Regions from separate parts of the Mus musculus genome. Here region 2 is linked to region 1. A link is a contact called in public promoter capture Hi-C data. All regions are on one chromosome and are shown on one strand. The core of a region is the stretch at or near the end of the contact, and the rest is flanking DNA. Distances in the headings are between cores, read along the strand shown. Region 1 holds the start of Pkhd1l1 (polycystic kidney and hepatic disease 1-like 1). Region 2 has its middle 22 kb from the start of Gm33852.

The links. Promoter capture Hi-C pulls out the DNA fragments that hold promoters and counts their contacts.
Region 2: a promoter capture Hi-C map of the C10 cell line shows a contact between it and region 1. The contact joins the enhancer-like site here to the promoter of Pkhd1l1 in region 1. A contact is called at or near these places in 14 of 39 promoter capture datasets (the C10 cell line, the HPC-7 cell line, cranial neural crest and 7 more), 1 of 15 datasets of contacts at CTCF or cohesin (the NIH/3T3 cell line), 79 of 484 Hi-C or Micro-C datasets (the 3T3-L1 cell line, 3T3-L1-derived adipocytes, the AML12 cell line and 42 more), 5 of 115 datasets of contacts at active chromatin or transcription factors (embryonic basal ganglia, embryonic forebrain, embryonic hindbrain and 2 more) and 1 of 9 other capture datasets (embryonic stem cells).

Annotation. Positions count from the first base shown.
Region 1 is chr15:44,456,005-44,458,704 of GRCm38.p6, reverse strand. Pkhd1l1 (polycystic kidney and hepatic disease 1-like 1) reads right to left here and starts at 1,252. Exons shown (of 78, transcript NM_138674.3): 1 at 1,080-1,252. The coding sequence starts at 1,152.
Region 2 is chr15:44,813,292-44,815,991 of GRCm38.p6, reverse strand. No RefSeq gene overlaps it. Among named protein-coding and RNA genes, the nearest start is that of Gm33852, 22 kb to the left of the region's middle. Within about 2 kb of position 1,346, at least 3 of the 459 cell types and tissues checked have an H3K27ac peak or open chromatin away from gene starts, as enhancers often do.

The sequences.
Region 1 (2,700 bases), core at 3-2,502:
TGAGTTAGCCTTGGTCTACCATTCAGAAATAGAAGGGAGGCTCTAATAGAAGTTACTAGACCAGCGAGGCAAAGCCAGCAGCTTCTTTGGAGAATTGTACATAATTCTTGAACATGGCTAGGAAATACGATGCACAGTGGCTAGAGGTGTTTTATTTTCTGCCTAGAGTGTATAGAGGCAATTGTAATAGACGCAAAAACAATTTATTAGAGTAAGTACAAAACATTAAGGCACAAAGAACAGCCCCAAAGATTATTGTTTGAAACGGATCTCTGAGAAAAGGTGAAGGAACTTCTGACTGGGTAGTTCATTGCTGTCTGAAAACGTGTAGCATGGTCTGTGGCAGCCACAGCTCCTCAGCAGAACGGAGGCTTCCGCGCCCGGACCCAACGCCTGCGAGCTTCAGGTTAGCATTGATCTTGAGTTTACAGTGTGTTGCAGTATGTGCCTACTTGCAGTCCCTGCCCCCGAGAGCCAAGAGAGGATCTATCTGCAGGGAGCTGGATCCCATCTCCAGACATTGCAGCCTCTCCTATCTCAAGTTCATCCTCTCCTTATCTCAGCACACAACTCCAATTTCTTATCACGTTCTCCCCAGCCCTCTCCTGGGGTTTGCTTTGAAGACACTGGGCAGCTTACCCTGGAAGTGACAGACACCCGCCACAACACAACCTGACCTCCTGGGAAGAGCTTTCCCTTCTGCTGAGAAAGAGACACAAGGAGAGCAAGAAGAACGGGGTGGGGGTGGGGGGTAGGGGGGGTGTTCAGGTGGTAAAATTATGCCGCTCTGGAGGGGGGTGAGAAACTTCCTCAGTTCAACCCCAGCATTGATCAACAATTATGAGGGAGGTTTCTCGAGCTAGCCCTACTTGTACTGGTGTCTTTCTCTGGGTTCCAACCTCTGTTTCAGACTTTCTCGGTACTGTCTCTGTATGAGTCAGAAGGCTGTTGCCGACCTTCCAGGACCCTAGGTTCCCAGAAGGGCGTCTGCCCAGGGCAGATGGCAGGTGGTCTCCCCTCCCTGTGACCAGTAGAGCAGGGTCTCAGGATTGGCTCCCGACCTTCCCCCACTGCGTTACCTTTGTGGGAATCTGCTGCACACCAAAGCAGCCCAAAGAGAAACCAGGTCCCTGAGAGCCACAGGTGTCCCATCGCAGAGCTGGTGCTGCGGAGTCTGCAGCAGCCGCTTGATTGCAGAAGTCGCCCGAGCTGAAGCTTGCTTGGCTCTGGGAGCTGCTCCAGCGTGGGGACTCACCCCAGAAGCCAGGGCGAACCTGGCTGCCAGAGACCTGCCCCGCCCCCAGCTCGTCCGCGGTGTGTCTGGGATTTCACAGATACAGACATACACCACACACACACACACACACACACACACACACACACACACACACACACACAGAGAGAGAGAGAGAGAGAGAGAGAGAGAGAGAGAGAGAGAGAGAGAGAGAGAGATCTCCCACCTTTATTTTCCTTCTTTTAAATTCTAGAACTATATATTTTTATTTGCCGGTCTACCGTTCTCATTAATTGCCTTAGATTAATTATAAGACCACCTAATACATGAACCCCATTCACTTTCCTTCACACAGGATCGTTCTATCCCTTCAGTTGACAAAGATAAAAATAAAACTTTATCTGATAGCTGGAAGTTTCCCAAACACCATGTCCGTGGCAAAGCAGACATAAATGACAGCCACTGATGCTTTCCTTGCTAGCACTAGTCCAGCTGTCCCAGTAGACTGAAGCACAGTGACATTCAGGGAGTGAGAGCTTAGCAGTGTGTCTGAAGCTAGTATTCTTACTCTTGTCAGAGCCTTAGGTGGTACATCTCTGGAGAGAGCTTGCTGGGGGAACAGGGTACGGTCATGGTGTCCATAAGGGTGCCAGGTAGCAGAAGAATGAGAAACAGCGGTTCCCAATTGTGGACTGTGAGGTTCTCATGCCTACTGAATGTTCCCCAAGGTGATTCCTTAGTCTTTGACTGTCCCCCTCCTCCTTCTACTCCACACACCCTAATTGTCAAGGTACTTTGTTCTTACAGGATGCATAGGAGAGCTGAATAACAATCAAGTACTAACATCAGGGTGGAAGTGTTTAGCTAGGTGTCCTTCGGGGGCTTGTGGGAAGCGGGGATGCTCATGCAGGCTGAAGCATTTAGGGCCCCACCGTCATGATTAACAATTAACCTCACATGTTTGACCAAAGAAAAGGTGTGAAATCAAATGTGAAAGATCATTAAATAAAACCTAGAATTTTAAATAATTTCAGAATGCATGCATCCATATACCCATATGCTTTTCATTTTTCTGTAATTTTAAAAATTTTCCCAGAACATTTAGAATTCTTTGTTCATCCTTTCACCTTTCTCTCTTGTAGGAAGAAATACTTTTCTTCCATGACATGCCATCCTCCTCTTGTGCACTCTCGGCAACTCTTGCCGTTATCATTTCACCAACATCCCTTTTACCTCATTACCTCATTCCAACGAGCCTCCTCTCCTCTTGCCCACTTTTCCTAGAAATAAACACAGTGTTCATTATGTAAATAATAAGAACAATGTGTGTGAATACACACACACATGTGTATGTGTGTGTGTGTGTGTGTGTGTGTGTGTGTGTGTGTATGTGTGTGTGTGTGTGACAGAGAGAGAGAATGCATATAATGTATATGTGTTTGAGATTGGGTGTCTTACTAGACAGC
Region 2 (2,700 bases), core at 97-2,596, 360 kb before region 1:
TTATTGAAGAGCCTACACCATTCTGCATACACACAAAAATAATCATATTAGTCCAATTGGATTAGTTCAATGCATATCATTTGTAAAGCCCTTGGGGGGAAATGGCGAATACTTTCCTTTGTTTTGAGAAAATCTGATTGAAGCAGATCATACATATGTTTGCAAGGGATAAAGAACCAGATTAATTTAAATAGGGAAAGCTACAGGGAGCATTAGTCATAGGCATTATTTTGCTAACAAAGGCTACCAGAAAAAAAAATTAAATAAAAATCATTGATGGGTAGCTATGATGCATTAAAATATTCCCTAATTGACAGTTCTTACATAATAAATCCTAAAGTAAATTTATTTACAAAATCAGACTCTATTCTAACATTTACTAATACTGAATCCCATGGTAAATTTGGTTATAAAATGAAGCTCTAATGTGAGAAAAATATAAAGCAGAATAAAATATAGGATAAAATTAGTACAGAATAAAATATAGGACAAAATTAGTACAATGAATTATACAAAATATGCAGACTATTCTGACATTTCTTTTGTTTGCAATGTTTTAAATTAAATCTTAAATTTTGTATTTGTTGTTAAGTTAACCTCTAAAAATATAATATTGTTATCAGAGCTGTGCAAGAACTATAGAATATTCATTTGCTGAGTCATGGTCCAAGCCTGACCACTCTTACTACATAGAAATGTTTGTTATAGTGCTTTTATTATAATTGCATTCACACACACTTCAAATCTTCATGAAAAAAAAGTATTCTTTATTAAAGTTCCATGTCCCATTTTAAGTCATTTTCCCAGGAACACAGATAAAGAATATTTTTCACCCTATTTAACCAGGAAACAAAATATTGCTCAATCCCAAGATGGGAAGACAATAGATTTCCATCTATTCTGAATGACATTTTTAAAATCTCTGTTCCCTATGCCTTCCAAATACACATTGCTCACCACATGAAAGAAAGGGATCAGAAAGAAATAAAGGATTGAAGGGAGAAATTTGAGGCAGGATGACAGGCTCATTAAAATGTGCAGAAAGCATCTCCAACTCCCTGGAGAATGCTGCCATCATGAAATAATCGCAGATGAATGTGGAAACAGTGGACTCTGGCAGGCGCCTTATATTGCACCCAAGAAGTTGGTGATTATATCCTAGAAATGTGACCCTATGAAAGGCCGGCTTCTTTGTTGCTTAATAGAGTTCACAGAAAATGCTTGTCTCTAAAATGAGATTTCTCCCATATTCACTGTGCAGCATGGACGTCTTGACAGGATGAGTAGGGGGCCGTTTCTTCTAATCAAGGGGGGCACATAAACCCCTGGGGGTGGAAGATTGCAAGCAATCAAGATCAACAGTTACAGCAAAAGCCATTGCCTTCTGCTCCATTGTCAAGTGGGCATAAAGCAAGGGTGAGAGAGGCTGCTGGAACTTGGTAGAATGAGGGATAATAGATCAGATGGAGCCATTTGTCTTAGTAATTATCCCATTTCAGTCACCAAGGGTCTGGGAAGTAGTCCCTCGCTGCCTGGGTAGCCTATTTATGTAGCATGTTTATCCCGTAATTAAAATCCCCATTTTCTCATCCAGTTAGTTCAAAAATATGAATATTTTATTATGAAAACACAATCAAGGGTTTCTAAATTGTATGGAATACGGTGTCTTGCCTCTTGGTGCAGCTGAAAAACAGCAAAGGCAGTGTAGGTGAAACTAGCCAGGTCAAGGCTGCACCGTAAGAGGTCTTTGGAAAAATGTCTCTCATTCAGTTTCCAAAATGGGGATATATTCCCAAGCCTCATGGTCTCTGATTTAAATATTGTTTGCTTATATTTTTAAATAATACTAAAATAGTAGAAAATCAGACTGTAATTTCTTTAATTTTTGGTAAATTACATATTTAAATGTGTATGCATAAACACACACACTCCAAATAACAAAGTATTATTATCGTATTTATGAGGCCCTAAGTTAATTCCAAGCGTGTGTGTGTGTGTATGTGTGTGTGTTTAATACATGCATATGTGTATTCACTTATTACTATAGGTTACTTAATCTTTAAGTTATATATATACATATATATATATATATATAAAATAAATGATTAGAAAAGTAGTTCAGTATTAATACTGGCTACATTTATAACAGGGTCAGTAAATGTGGAATTAGGAACACAGCTAAATAATCAAGTATTTACCTTGCATTTATGAAGCCCTAAGTTCAATTCCAAGTATGTAGTGTGGTATATATGTGTGTGAATAATACATACATGTGTGCATTCACTTAGTATTCAGATAGGCTAATCATTAAAATATGTTTTAACCATGGTTATTCTGAAGCTGGACTTGCCTACAGCTGTAGAATGCAGCTAAATCCCAAATAAGGTAACTAAAGAGGAATTGCAAAATGAAGCTTTAGCAGTGAGGGTTCTACCATATCCAAAGGTTCTCTGAAGCTAGGCTTAGAATGCTGAAAGACTGGGATGGAGAGACATCCCTATGTTGTAGTTTGCATGTGAAAGTTCATGTGCTAAAGGCTCAGTCTCTAGCTTGGCAGCAGTATCTGAGAAGTGATGGAAATCTTTAAGAAGTGAAGCCCAGGTGCCCCTCTCTTTCTCAAGGATCACACATCTTTCTTTCTTTTGATGTGGCTTACTTTCTTTCAATGACTTTCTTTTTTCTAATCTTCACACTGAAGCC